Regions from separate parts of the Triticum aestivum genome. Here region 2 is linked to region 1. The links are chromatin contacts, called in public Hi-C maps. All regions are on one chromosome and are shown on one strand. Each heading gives the region's core, a stretch centred on a gene start, on an enhancer-like site or on the middle of the called end of the contact. The rest is flanking DNA. Distances are from core to core; before and after follow the strand shown. Region 1 holds the start of LOC123045780 (peptide methionine sulfoxide reductase A2-1). Region 2 holds the start of LOC123045783.

Evidence for each region. Hi-C and Micro-C count contacts between places; a contact is called where the count stands out from the background.
Region 2: a Hi-C map of leaf shows a contact between it and region 1, with 9 times the contacts expected there. The contact joins the promoter of LOC123045783 here to the promoter of LOC123045780 in region 1. A contact is called at or near these places in 4 of 5 Hi-C or Micro-C datasets (leaf and root) and 1 of 1 datasets of contacts at active chromatin or transcription factors (leaf).

Annotation. Positions count from the first base shown.
Region 1 is chr2B:520,634,139-520,641,819 of IWGSC CS RefSeq v2.1, forward strand. It overlaps LOC123045780 (peptide methionine sulfoxide reductase A2-1), which reads right to left and starts at 2,719. Exons shown (of 2, transcript XM_044468955.1): 1 at 2,301-2,719; 2 at 1,180-1,661. The coding sequence starts at 2,609. The coding sequence ends at 1,425.
Region 2 is chr2B:520,935,493-520,943,173 of IWGSC CS RefSeq v2.1, forward strand. It overlaps LOC123045783, which reads right to left and starts at 3,294. Exons shown (of 9, transcript XM_044468957.1): 1 at 2,929-3,294. The coding sequence starts at 3,091.

The sequences.
Region 1 (7,681 bases), core at 1,469-3,968:
TTCAAACGCCAGCGGGGTCTGCAGGGCCTCGATCATGGCGTTTTCCATCTCAAGTTGCATGCAGTCCGTGCGCGGCGGAGGGGAGAGCACACGACCGAAGTCGGAGAAGCTGAAGAAGCGAGCAACTGGGTCTTCTGTTGCTGGTGCTGGAGGCGGTGGAGCTTGACGGAGCAGAAGCGGAGGAGTGACTCGCAGCGTGGCTGAGACGGCTGCCCCGTAGGCCCCCACGATGGCCGCGCATTCTTTCGCGTCGCGCCTCCCAACCGAGATGCGGCTGCGGCGGCGGTGCGCCCCGGCAACCACGTCCGCGCTGCTCTCCTTGGCGTGGCATCCGCGCCCGAGCAGCCAGTCCCTCCAGGACCGGCCCTAGCCGCCGCTGCTGTCGCCGTCTTCTTGATCACGCCTTGGAAGCCCGAGGATGGGGCCGCCGCACCCTGCGACCGGTCCGCGCGGTGCAGAGCGACGCCCCGGGCCTTGACCGTCCTCCACATGCGCCACCCACGTTCCTGACTAGATGTGCGGCAGCTGGAGGTCGTCCTCGTCGTAGGAGGAAGAGAGCTCGCTATGCCCCGAGTGCGACGAGCATGGCGAGAGCGGGGTCCAATCCTCCACCAAGTCGACCTGCAAGAGGAGGTCGTTAGCGGTGCGCACCAGGAGGCGGAGGGACGCGGCGGTCGAGCGAAGCGAAGCCGAGCACCTCATCGGTGCGGCCTGCGCCCCGCTTGAGCACCCAGAGCGCGCGCCTCGTCGGGATATGGGCTACATCCCATACCCAGAGCCAGCAGGCGAAAAATTTTGTGTGCCCCCTCTCGAGCGTGCGCGAGTCGAGGCGGTCGATGTCCCCGAGGGCCTCCTCCGCCCCGGCAAGCGACCAGAACTGCATCGGCAGGTCTTTGATGACAACGCGCATATGCAGGTTCTACTTCAGGATCGTCGCGTGGTCGTCCTCATGCCAGGCCTTGACGAAGAACTTGCCGCCGTCCATCTTGAGCACGCCGCGCCGCACCGCGTTGTCGCGATGCGCGGGAAGGTCGAAGTGGACGAGAAAAGCCTCTGGGTGGTGCGCAATGACACGGAGCTGGTGCGGCGGGGTGCAGAATATCAATCCAGATTATCTCGGCGTGGTGTGTGATGCGGATATGTGCGGAGGTTGGCAGAAGGTGCTGCCGCGGCGCGATGTGCAAACACCAAAATAATGTATAGATCATCGAGCAAACAAAGTGCCAGACCTCACCTTAACACGCTGCACGCATGGGTTTGTTTATTGTAACAACAACAAGAAGAGTCAGGTAGACGGTGTCCTGTATGATGCTAATGGCAATGCAGCACCAATAGCTTAGGCGGTCAGGTAGACGGTGTCATGTATGATGCTAATGGCAATGCAGCACCAATAGCTTAGGCGGTCGGGGACGGGGGCGGTGCTTTCAGCCGTAGCAGCGGATGGGGTCGGAGCAGCGCTTCTTGGCGGACTGGCCGCCCTTCTCGAGGTACTGCTGGTGGTAGTCCTCGGCCGGGTAGAACCTCCGCGCCGGGAGGACCTCCGTCACGATCTTCTCCTTCCACTCCCGCTGCTTCTCCGCCAGCGACTCCCGCGCCTGCCGCTCCTGCTCCGCCGTGTAGTAGTAGATGCCCGACCGGTACTGCGTCCCGACGTCGTTGCCCTGACGTGCAACGTGGAATTAATTAGTAGGAGTAGCTTGTAAACGATGTGCGGAGGCCAAATGCTGCTAACATGTACGGTAAAACCATAGCAAACGGGAAGACACTGAAGATTTTTGTAGCTATCTCAGATCAACAACTTGAGGGAACTCTCAGAATTTGTGCATATGGTGAGTAGTACTCCCTCTGTAAACTAATATAAGAGCGTTTAATATCATTTGATCTAACGCTCTTATATTAGTTTACAGAGTTTATGAAAGGAGACAGTAATGCGGACAATGCATCGGAAATCTCAGAGCATAAAAGTGTGTAGTGAATGTTCCTATCTGCCGAGGCAATACAATGATCCATTGTATATCATCACAAGAAATCCCCTTTTGAGATTGAAATCGTCTACTTTATCTTAAAAGCATTTCATTCCGAAGATGTAGAATATCCGCTCCTCTGTATTAACAAGCCAGATATTACACCAATCAATGAGAATGAGTCAACCCCCCAAATCCGTACCAGGTCCATTGAACCTTGCAACACCGGCGACGCGATCGGCGCGGAAAGCCCCCAACGGCCGCCGCCGGTCTGGCCGGCACACTACGCGCTCCAACTTACGGCGAGAGCAGCGGCAGAGGCATCACATGACGTACCTGCTTGTTGAGCGTGGTGGGGTTGTGCTTGGCCCAAAAGACGTCGAGGAGCACGGCGTAGGGGCACTCCTTGGGGTCGTAGTGCACGCGCACGACCTCGGCGTGGCCGGTGCCGCCGCCGCAGACGTCGCGGTAGGTCGGCCCGTCGAGGTGCCCCTGCGAGTAGCCCACCTCCGTGCGCGCCACGCCGGGGAGCCGCTGGTACGCCAGCTCCACGCTCCAGAAGCAGCCCGCCCCGAACTGCGCCAGCTCCAGCCCCTCACCGACCGCCGCGTCGGCGTCCGGGCCCGCCGCGCCGGTGCTCGACATCCTGTTGCCCGTGGTGGAGGGTGGACTTTTCTAGGATCGGCTGATCTCTTGTTAGAGGGGACGGGCGAGCGGTAACCGATCGGGTCTTGAAGTCCAGGTTTTGTAATACAAGGCCTGTCGAATTTTGTTTTCAGGGAAGGGAATATCAGGGGGCGGTAGACGTGCGCGTGTATCCACTTGCGCCGTGAGAAATAAACGGTGCAAATCCGTGGTTCAATGCAGTCCACGATTCCGACCGCATTGTTCACACATTCATGGCTTGGCTTCGTAATTTCAGGTCAATCCTACTAGTACTCCCTCCGTCCAGAAATATTTAATGCAAAAATGAATAAAAATGAATGCATCTAAAACTAAAATGTGATTAGATACAACCATTCCTCCGACAAGTATTTCTGGACGGAGGAAGTATTAAGGTTTCACATGGTTGTGAACATGTATACGGCTGCAGCTCGATGGGAATGAAGATAAGGATGAGAATCTCTACCAAAAAGATCAGAGGGAACGTAAAACTCCATGCTGCTACATAGACATAGTCCTGTATCAAGTTGCGCATCTTAACTAACAATTGGATTCCATATGTAGAGAGATCAAATCGCATTCTGTATCATTTTAGGGCATATACGATGGTGCTATTTTAGAGGTGGCATCTAGGATAAATGTTGACTTGGAGAAGAGAGAAATCAACAGAAAAGGTTTGCCTTCTTTTATTTAAGAGATGATATCTTAGCACAAAATGTCTCACTGCTTTTTAGGAATAGCTACTTACTAAAAATAAGATAAAATATAACCCTTGTAGACATATTTTTATTGTCATCTATATAAATTACATGCAAGGCCTAAGATAAGACTATTATATCAATCATTGTACATGCCCTTAGGGATTAAAATTTTAGTTGGCTACTTCCTTCATTTCTAAATACTCCCTCCGTTCATAAATATAAGTCTTTCTAGATATTTCACTATGGACTACATACGGATGTATATAGACGTAGTTTAAAGTGTAGATTCACTCATTTTGCTCTGTATGTAGTCTTTTATTTAAATCTCTAAAAGAACTTATATTTAGGAACAGAGGGAGTATAAGTCTTTTTAAAGATTCTACTACGGACTACATACGGAGCAAAATTAGTGAATGTACACTCTAAAATATGTCTATATATATCTGTGTGTAGCCCTTATTAAAATCTCTAAAAGGACTTATATTTAGAAACGGAGGAAGTAGGAGAAGTGCCGATGAAGCTGTTCATACATGTGAAAGGCGGCACTAAACCTATAGACTCACATTCAATGTTCTTTACGCAATCCTTAACTATCTGATTGCTCCTATGCAATGTAAAAGGATATGTACCCGCCTGATCATTAGTAGAAGGACCGCAATATGCATCAAACATCAAATTTGAAAGGGCCCTTGAGCGAATGAAAACGTTCACTACACGATACCCCCAGCCCTCGAGCGTGGTCCGCAAACCCTATCCGGCGCCCTTAGCACACGTTACTTTGGTTTTCGCAAATGGGCGCACACATCCCTCTGCACTGGCCAGGCCCATTTACCCTTTTTTTGTTACCGCAAAAGACGCAAACGGGGCACACACCCCTCCACACTGGGCCAGCCCATTTATCCTTTTTTTGTTTAAACTACAAGAAAACTGCAAGCAGGTGTGATTCAAACCAGCGGCCTCCTCAATTAGTGTCAGCTACGGTAGCCAACTACACAACTCCCTTGACGTGATTTGTTACATCCTTTTCCCTATTTTCTTCTTTCTATTTTTTCTTTTTTCTTGTTTCTTTTTTCAACATGGGTGAAGATTTTTTAATCAAAATAAATAAACTTTTTTCATATCTATGATTTGTTTTTTCAAAATCTGGTGAACTTTATACAAATTTGTGAACTTTCTTCGAAAATCCGAGAAGTTTATTTCAAAATCAATGTCTTTTTTTAAAATTTATTTACTTTTTCGACAAAAAATGATGAGCCAAATCCGTGAACCTTTTTCCAAGATCCGATGAACTTTTTTCAAAATCATGGATCTTTTTAATGAAAATCGACGACCTTTTTAAAAATTATGAACTTTCTTTAAATACCGGTTGAACTTTTTTCAAATTCATGAACTTCTTTTTAAAATTGATGATTTTTTAGATTATGTGAACCTTTTTTTTGAAAATCCGTGAATTCTTTTCAAAATCGCTGATCTTTTTTAAAATTCATGAATTCCTTTTCGAAGTTAAGATTTGTATTTTCAAATAATTTATACTAGGACTAAAACAAGGGTCAAATAGCGTTGTTTTTGAATAGAACACATTAAATTAATTGTCGTGCAGTGGTTATTGAAGTCCGTCGATGTTGGCATGCGGGTTCAAGTCTCACGTCTCGCAGAATAATAGCGGTGAATATATTTTTCTCCCTGTTTTTTGAGCATGCTGCTGGTCGCGAGCGATGCTGGGTCGGCCCACTACTACTAGCCTTCGAGTGCCAACTAGCCTAAGCGGCGATGAGGGCGCTGAAGAGGAACTCTCAACACGAGCTGATCGGGTTTCATACGAGCCGATCTGTACCCTTCTTTACTAGTCCTTTTTTGTCTTCAACCTTGCCTGACTATAAGCTTACTTATGGCCTTTGCTAGCTATAAGTTGCCCTTAATAAAAACAATAATTATAACTAAAAAATATAAAAGTTACCATCGTAAAAAGGAAGAGAAAAGGTATGCATAACTCATGAAGCACGAAATAACAAAAAAACACGAAAAAGTACATCACTTAAAACACAAACATAGAGTTTGCGTCCTTCTTTGGGTATAAAATTGCCATGATGTAAAATATATGAAAATTGCCATGTTCCACAGGTTAAACCCACCACACAAAAGAAGAACCTGCATGACATTGCCATTGCGCACTACAGTAGAAAATACCTAGATGGACAATTTGAGTAGTAAATATTAAAAAAAGTATAAACATATAGGAAATTGCAACGGTCTAATACAATAAAGTTGGAAACCGGAATCTAGACATAGTCCATCGCAAATGGTAAGGGAAAATTATGTAAAAACATGATGAATTTTGGGAAATGGTTGTGCTGTTCACATGACGAAGTTAGAGAAATTATGTTTTGTAAAAAAGGCATGGATAATTTGCATGGTTACGAAAAGAAGAAATTACCTACATGGAAATACCCACAAATGTAAATTAAGTTGTCATAGTAATTTAATTTAAGTTACCATGGCAAACAATCAAAATCTACTCGCCAACCCCCTTTACGATGTTCCTTCATAAGAAAAAAATTTAAATCAAGTGAGGAACACAAAAATTGCCACAATTGAAAAAAAGCCATATTAAGACTGGTAGATTTACTACCACTTGAAATGAGTGGTTAGCTATCTCAAAAACAATCAACAAAAAAAGAATGGTAGATTTACCATGATTTAATGCAAGTTTTTGCCACGCCGATTATAAAAAAAATTCGATGTTAAAACTTCTAGTTTCGTCATGATGACAAAAAATAGATGACATGCCAATTTTTTTTGCCAAGCTATGGATAATTAAACTACCATGATGTAAATAGTATAATTGCCATGAAAATAATACATACATTTTCTAGGTGGCGAAGGAAAAAATGCCAACTCAAGCAAAAAAAACTATCAAAACAGACGAAAAATATAGAATGACAAAACTTATATTGCATGATGGCAGCTGTCCAGATGTAGCATGGTAATTAAGTATGATGATAATGTTGTCATGTTAAAAGTATCTTGGTTAAAAAGTACTCAAAGATAGAAAATCATGGCAACTTAAATTCCTAAAAAAAACATGGCAAAATTGATAAATGTGTTGGTGACAATTGCCATTGCAAAGATTTTAAAAATTGATAAAATCATGGGAAAAGATTTTAATATTTTTGCCATGGCAAAATTTGTAAGTTGTTTTGACATGGCAAAAATTGCCATGCTAAATTTAATAAAATTGGCACGCATTGAATAGTAAATACTACCATGGAAAATGTAGTGTATATTATTAGTTGCCTTGGCAATTAATTTTATGTTAGCTATAGTTATCACGAAAATTCTTCCCACACCCCTCGTGCTTTTGAAAAGTGCCCATTTTACTTGGGTGCTACCTCAAATGGCAACTTTAAGATAAAAATGTTCTGTAACTCATGAAATTTTTAGGAAAATGTGAAGTGTTCACATGGAAAATTAAGAAGAAAAAGTTTTCTCCAAATACTTATGAAATTGAAGTCAATAAATATTTATTTCTATGCAAAAACTATGTTTTAATTTCCATTTTGTATGACGACTATTATTCATACAAGTTGCCATGACAAATATAAAACTACCGTGGTCTAATTAATAAAATGCCATGATGTTAATAATGAAAGTCCATGCCACCTACAATGAAACCATTGTGGTCTGACTAATAAAGCCATGGTGCAAACAATAAAACTGCATGCTACCTACAACAAAACTACCATGTTCTAATTGTTAAATTTGCCATGGTTTAATAAATGAAAATGCCATGATTTTTAATTAATAAAATTACCATAGTGTAAATTATGAATTTGCCATGTGAATTGTCATATCTAGAATTGCCATGAGACAAGTTTTAATCCAGAAATGTCACAAATAGAATTGCCATGTGACCTGAGACAAAAACAGGAAAAATAATTGTTAAGTTGATTTAAACTTGACAACTTCTAAAATTTGCCTCGTGACTCTTACAAAACATTTTAAAAAAATTTATCATGTCTTCTACACCAAAAAAGCAAAAAATGCCATTCTAAACATGTTTTATTTGGTACATGGAAATTACGAAAATTGTGTAAACTTTTCCATGTGACAAGTTTTAAAATTACAAGTGCCATATTGCTTATGGTGAGCAGAATTTTGTAACTCGATAACAGCGACCGCTGAGCGGGCTGGCGCGTTAATGAAGAGGATGTGCCCAGAGCGAGCATTTTTAGAAGGTTCTTGTGAGCATCTAATCAGGTTTTGGGAAGCTTCTAGGCTGGTGGTTTTGAGAGTCTTTCAGACCATTCTTTTTTCTTTTCATCACTACCGGATTTTTTTGGCTTATTGATCAGT
Region 2 (7,681 bases), core at 2,044-4,543, 300 kb after region 1:
CGTACTGGTCCATCCCCCACCTACCCATCGTCTCCCTGCCCTGACCCCTAGCCACCCCGGCCAATCGCCCCACCCCGCGCCTCCTCGCGGCTAATGCCGCAGGCGATGTGCGCTGCCTCCGGACACGCGCCCCTCGCCTCCTCCTTTCCACGCAACTCCTCCCGGCTCAACTCCCAGTGTCGCACCGCCCCGGCCACGTTGGCATACACACCTCCCGGCTCCAAACCAGTGACGAGCGCAGCTCCTCCTCCCCATCTACTGCTGGTGAAAGCTCCGGTTGCTCCTTTGGTTCGTTATTCTACCCAGCCATAAGAGATTTGTTTTTGCATCAAGTTGTAGGACATCTGTTTGATAGAATGTCCACAAGAAATATTCATGTGTAGCGAACGCTGCAGCCCCATCTCTCTCTCTCATACAGTATGCTATGTTTTGCAAGTTTGTGCTGGCCACCTATTTGTTAATATGCTTCTCAAGGTCTAAACATTTTCTCTCTCTCATATGTCCTGTTTTGCAAGTTTGTGCTAGCCACCTATTTGTTAATATGCTTCTCAAGGTCTAAAAATATTTTTTCAGATTTCTCACACATTGTACGAGGGTTATGGTGAATAAATTTTAAAGAGCGGAATCACATATCCAAAAGGCCAATTCATATAGAGGCAATGAGCTACTGAACGTTGCTAATAATGATGCTACTATTTTTCAGAATAAATCCGAACCTACAGGAACCATATAGTTGTGGTGAAAAATTGGATAGAGTGATAAACAACTTTTGTATTTTTCTTATTCAGATTAAAGGAACCTCATTCCCCCAGCTACTTGACGAAAAATAACATGTATGCATGCGCCAATGAAGTCCAAAAATTAATCCTTGTGTGGGTTCAAGTATTTTGTCATGAGAAGTCCGGATGTTCAGTTTTGGGAAAGTATACCTCCCGCTGAAAGAACAGGGGAAAGATCATTTTGTTGACGGCGAGTTCACCCTGATGCTGATCACCAGCGCGTGTTGGCAGTGTCATGCTGCCTGGCTGGCGCTGCAATTGCACGGTTAAGCAGGAGGTACGTGAAGTGAGCCTGAGATCTGGAGCATCCATGGCTGCGTGGACATGACGGCTGCCATGTAGCAGCGTGTTGATTTTTGTGTGTGTAGGTTTTTTCTGGTAGTGACACCTATGAAGAAAGTTAGGCGATCAAGAAATGTGGTTGTGGTGCTTCATCTTCCTTGCCTACAGTTTATATCTTAAGCTTCCCTTGCTGTGTGTAATATGGCTAGGTAAAATCTGCATATGACAAGACACGCATATCAATGGATGATAAGCAATTGACGTTACTTGCCAACCAATTGATGTTTGCAAACTCATCCTGATAGTAACTTCTGTTTCAATCTTAATTGTTCAAGAATCAACATTTGCACATTGAGGTGTATTTATTGATCTTTTTTTTAATATGTTCTTGCAGATTAGTTGCTAAGAAACAACCCAGCCACCTACATTTGGCTTGACCATCTATGTTTGATTAATGTTTAATGAAACGGTCCATGTTCCAGCGGATCATTGCATTTTGTGGCACCTACAATACTGGGAACTGCAATCCGAGGGGCATGGGAGACAGCGGCGGCGCTGGAGCAGCTGCATTGTGTGATTTGGGTGAGACACACATAGCATTGTCTGTTTGTTTGTGTTTCTGATGATGTGTCTACACTGGCTACTACCTGCTGCTCTCCAATCTATACACAACAAATTAGCAGTACTCTGAAGCAGCTTTGTTGAGGAAAGAGGCCAAGAGCAGGAAGCTGATGAAAACACCAGGGAGTACTCTAATTGAGATAGGTGAAAAAATGACATCTCTTCATGGCTGACATACTTCATGCTTTAGTTTGATATTACTATATGGTTTAGTTCATGAGTCCACAGGTTAAGTTCATTAGTCTCCGGTGTATTTTGCTAGCCTCACTTATGAATTAGTAGTATCGCTCAACATCATGGCCACACTACGTGATATGAGCTTAGCTTTTTCATATTGAACACTTCACTGGATTAAAACTATAACTGGGTTTCTGACTATTCGTCGGAACCAACATGCATCAGGTTCTTAAGACATAACTACATTTCTTACAAAATGTGTTTCGCTTATTCACAACACTTATGAAAAGTTTGCTAATGCCAACACAGATCGGAAGATCCAATCAAGCAACGTAGCTAACTGAAGCAAAGTCACTCTGTCTTCATCATGCGAGTAATGTGGCCAGAAATTAGATAATAGAGGAATGTTAGCAAGTCATCAACTCTGAAAGCACACAAAATGTTTCAATTCTTAGGCCACTACTTGGTTTTAAACAGCTATTTATGTGAGCTTTTTCTCTAGCGTGGGACTACAATTTTTGGATAACACTAAGTAGGCACCAATTTTATTTTATTTTACTTCGCTACATTCGGTTGTTGAGCATGAGCACTGAGTAGGCTATATTGATATGAAATTTCTTTCAAAATTAGGTAAGAAGTTTCCATACGACATATCCCCCCCCCCCTTGAAGTAATAAACATTAAACATTAGCTTTCTTCCACTGAGGACATGAGTGCGGCTTCTTGAGCTCTACGATCCATGGTTCGGACAGCCCGTAGCATCGCACGGGCTCCATCGACATCGGCACTGCACATATAGTTTCCTCAGTGTCCATGATCCAAGAGCATGATATTTTTTTTGTCTCCCGTTGCAACTCAAGGGCATATATGTTTGCTAGTAATATACTAATGCGCTTACGCGGAGAATAACAAAGCAATTAGCACAACTGTATTATCCAATTTTATGAGCTAATTTGGAGTAGCTCCTGATGTCCTCTGTGAGGTTAAATTATGTTTCGAGGAGGAAAAAGGCTCCAACAGGGGAACAGGGGGGGGGGGGGGGGGGGGGGGGGGGGGGATAAGCACGCACCTTGCAGACCGGCGGCGCAGGAGGGAAGGATCCACGGCGGGGGGCGGTGGCCGGCAGCGAGGAAGGCGCAGGCTAGGGACTCGGCGTGGGAGTCGACCTGCTGGCGCATCTGCTCGGTGACCCAGTCCCGGCGCTCGAAGACCTGCATGAAGAGGCCCTCCATGGCCGGCTGCCGGCGGTCGCGGAGGTGGCCGGGGAGGAGATGGGGGCCTAGGGTTTGGGCATGGAGGTGGGTCGGCAGCAGGGTGGGGAGAGAGATGGCCACCGAAAATTTTGAATCCGGGAGAGGGGGAAGAGGAAGATCTGAGGGCAGTCGCCTACGGCCGTCCGCCAGCGCCAGCAGCCAGGAGCGAACGATCTGTTTCTTTTTTTTTTTTAGGTGATCTGTTCTGTTCGGTGCGGTGCGGCAGCATCTGAAGCCAGCGACTGGCCAGGCCGAAAGCCCACGAGCATATTGTGGCCACTTGTGGGCTCGTGTGTAAAGGCTTTCATTTTTTTTCTTTGCTGGGTCCTTGAAGTAGCAATGATGATGGGTCTGTTCGGTGGTGAGAGATGGCCTTTTTTTCACTGTTATTCCGATTTGTGTATTTACAGAAGCAGTTTTAGCTTTCCATAAAAAGAAGAAGAAGAAGCAGTTTTAGCATTTACAGGGAGCATTCATAAGGGAAAATCATACTTTTGCAACTACATAAATTCTGAAACAAATATGACAATTGATCATGGTGTGAGCATCAAGTCTCACGCACATTTCACAGAACAATAGTCTCACATTTTGCATAAAGTTTGCAAATCAAAAGGGGCTCATACATATCTCTAACATCAACCATACATTACCAACTTAGAGCAATGGCAGTAGCTAGTTCCTGTCTAAACACATCCATGTATGTTTTTTTTTGAAAGATCCAGCTTTTCGCTGGCTTTTCATTGATAAGCAGGAAGCAGTGGAAAAACAGAAAGCGTTGGGTGGATCCGGTGGATCCGAGGGCTTGCCACAGACCGGCAATCCTCAAAGGGCAAAAAAACCTAGGGTTTACACTTCATGGTGGTTCCCCGAAGGGGCTCTTAATGCAGGTTGTGCCCGCGACTCGCCACAGCTCGATGCAGTCCGTAATCCTCCTGATGATGTTGCAGACACTTGGGGTGCTTTTCCTGAATGTGGCGTTGTTCCGTTCCTGCCATATCTCCCAGCATACAAGCCACAGAAGCGTGTTGATGCCTTTGCGCCATCTGGGTGCAGTCCTGTCCAGGGTGGCCAGGCAATGGAGGAATGCCGAAGATCTTGCCATCTCCCCTCTAGAGCTAGTGATGCGCAGCCCGTCCATGAGCTGATCGTTTCCCAAACTCTCCTGGTCAGTGGGCATTCCCAAAACAGATGCTTTGAGGATTCGAGGCTTCGAGTGCACAACTGGCAGAAGTACTCATTTTTTCAACCGCGACGCTGAAGTCTGTCGTTGCACCACAACCTATTTTGCAGCATGAGCCATGAAAACATCTTGATCTTCCCTCGGGCCCAAGCTTTCCATATGATCTTGCTGAAACATGAGGACGTCATGCCCTGAATTGCAACATATAAGCTGATCTTGCGAAGTATTCGCCCGTCCGCTCGAGGATCCATCTGATGGAATCGGGGGTGCCCGCACGCAGGTGGCCGACCGTGCCAAGGATCCGCCTATGCAAATCTAGGACGTCTTGTATCAGATCTTCAGTACGGCCATGGGCGAGGTCTCTGATCCAGGCATCGTCCACGAGGGCATCCTTTACCGTCCTGTTCTTTCGCCAGGCATGCTGGGCTAGCCGCGGGAATTGTTGGGCGAGCGTGCCCGACCCCATCCAATGGGTGTACCAGAAGGACGCCGACTCACCGTCCCCGATGGTGACCAAGGTGGCTGCCGTGAAGAGGGAGAGGTCGGCGCCGTTGCATGGCAAGTCCGACCCCACCCATGGTCGATCAGGGTGGCACCATCCGAGCCAGGGCCAGCGCAAGCAAAGAGCTCCCCAAAATGCGGTAGGTCAGGGATTCGCAGGCCCCAGTTTTCGTTGGCGTGCAAACCGCTACCCAGCTTACTTTGCAGCTGGCGCCGGAGATCTCCTCGTCTTGCTTCCAAAGGAAACAACTTTGGCACTTGTCTATTTCTTTTAGGTTCTTCTTGGGCACCCTCAGCACGGTAAGCGCAAAGGTGGGCATGGCGCTGAGGACGCAGCGAACCAGCACTCGTCGTCCCACGATGTGGATTAGGTTTCTTTTCCAGCCCGCCAGTCGGGCCCTGATTCTATCTATGATAAACTGCAGATGCACGAGCCGAAGCCGGCCTGTGACAAGCGGGAGGCCGAGGTATTTGATCGGGAACGGGGCAATTGAGTCGGCAAAGTTGTGCAGCACATCAGCTAGGTCTAGGTCATTGTAGCTGATCGGCGAGGCCGTGGATTTTGCGGTGTTTATGCATAGTCCCATGGCGCGTCTGAATTGGCGTAGGATGCTCAGCAAGGAGTCGACCTCCTAGCGGTTTGGGTTGATGAAGACGACTACATCGTCGGCGTAGAGGCTAACCCTGAGCTTCAACTCGCGGCCTGATATTTGCTGGAGGAGTTGTTGCTCGACCGCCTCCGCTAGCAGGTGGTGCAGTGGATCTATGGCGAGGATGAAGAGAAACGGCGAGAGCGGATCTCCTTGGCGAAGACGGCGGTGGTGAGCAAAGTGGTAGCCCGGTACCCCATTCAAAGAGACCGCCGAGGATGCCGAGGAGAGAAGTAGGGCCGCCCAATCTCGCCAGCGCGCACTAAACCCTAGCTGCTGCAGTAGCTCTAGAAAATAGTCCCAAGAGACCATGTTGAACGCTTTCTCGATGTCGAGCTTCATGAGCAGTGCCGGTGTTTTGCGACGGTGGAGGTGGAGGACGGTGTTTTGCACATAGAGAAAACTATCATGGATGCATTTTGTCTTGAGGAATGCCGTCTGCACCGATGAAATGATTGTGTGGATCACCTTAGCCAACCTCATGGAAAGAACCTTGGAGATGAGCTTCGCCATTGAATGGATTAGGCTAATCGGGCGATAGTCCGTGATTGCAGTCGCTCCGTCCTTCTTGGGGAGGAGAATGATCAGGGCCTGGTTGATGGCAGCCACATCTCCTCCTGCGAGGTGATAGAACTGATGGAAAACCGCCATGACGTCGAGCTTGATGATTGACCAGCATGCACAGAAGAAGGTTCTGTTGAAGCCATCCGGCCCGGGCACTTTTTCCTGCGGCGAGGCACAAATCGCCTGCCAAACCTCTTCCTCCGAAAATAGGTTATCTAAACCGACTGCCGGCAGTGATGGAAGGTTGATCGAGCTCTAGTTTATGGTGGTGTCTCTGACAGGCTCCGCTCCAAGGGAGGAGCTGAAGTGGTCGTAGATAGCACTGGCCTTGTCGCTATGCGAGGTGACGATCGAGTCTATCATGTGGATGGCGTGAATGAAGTTTTTCTGCATCCTAGAGTTGATCTTGGCCTGGAAGAAGGCCGACCGGGCATCGCTAGCCCGCAGCCAGGTGATGCGCGAGGCCTGGTGCTTCCTAGCCTGCTCAATTGCAGCCAGGCCAAGGACGCGGAGCTTGAGCTGCTTCTAGAGAGCTAGCTCGCCGTGTGATAGCTGTCTATGCTCTTGGGCGATGTCGAGGCAGAGAACTACTTCATTTGCAATCTGTAGCTGCAGACGGGTACTGTTGGAGAAGCCCTTAGCCCAGATTTTGAGATCCTCTACCGCCCTATCTAGTTTGACGCGGATGCGTTTGAATGCACAGCTAGAGGCAACGGGGTGATCCCACGCATGTTGCACCGCCGTGTGGAATCTGGGAAGCGTGGCCAGAAGGATTCAAACTGGAAACGAGCCGGACGGCATGGTGCGGTTGCTGCGGCGAGCAGTAGGGGGCAGTGGTCGGAGCAGGATGTTGAAGTGGCGTGGAGGAGAAAGGTTGGGAAAAGGGTGTCCCAAGCATTGCTACAGAAAAACTTGTCGATGCTGACAAGAGTTGGAACTACACGCTCGTTGCTCCATGTGTATCGTGGGTTTTTGCATCTAATCTCCTGGAGTCCTGCAGCTTTGATCGCCGCGCGAAATCTACCCATCATTCTATGGTTGATGTTGCTATTATTCTTGTCACTAGCTTTGTATATGAGGTTGAAATCGCCGTTGATGAGCCAGGGATCATTTGGTGGCGGCGCCGACCTAGCTATCTCCGACAAGAACTCGTCCTTTTTGCTGTCATCGACGGGGCCGTACACCATGGTCAACCAGAATTGTGTTGAACTAGCCCGTAAGGTAACACGTGCGGTGATGGAAAAATGACCGACAGCGTGCAATCGCACGTCTACCACACTATTATCCCAGAAGGTTGCAGCACCGCCCCTAGTGTCGGAGGCGAGAAGCACTACGCAATCATCTAGCCTTGCTCCGCCGACCTCCTTGACTAGAGGGCGATTCCAGGCTTCGATTTTAGTCTCCTGGAGGCATAGGACAGCTAACCTATGTGCCTATGTCGTCTCGCAAACTACAGCACGACGCGCCGGCGTGTTTAAACCTCGGATGTTCCAGCTCATGATGGGATAATTTGTGTCAATCATTAAACACGATTAATCTGCTCCGGCAACTACGGAATTCAATAAGAAAATACGGGTACACCTCATCTCGATCCGGGGGCTGCCGACGGCCACCAATAGGCCCCAATATCCGCCAGCAGACGGCAGTGCCTCTACTCCTACTACAAGGACTACA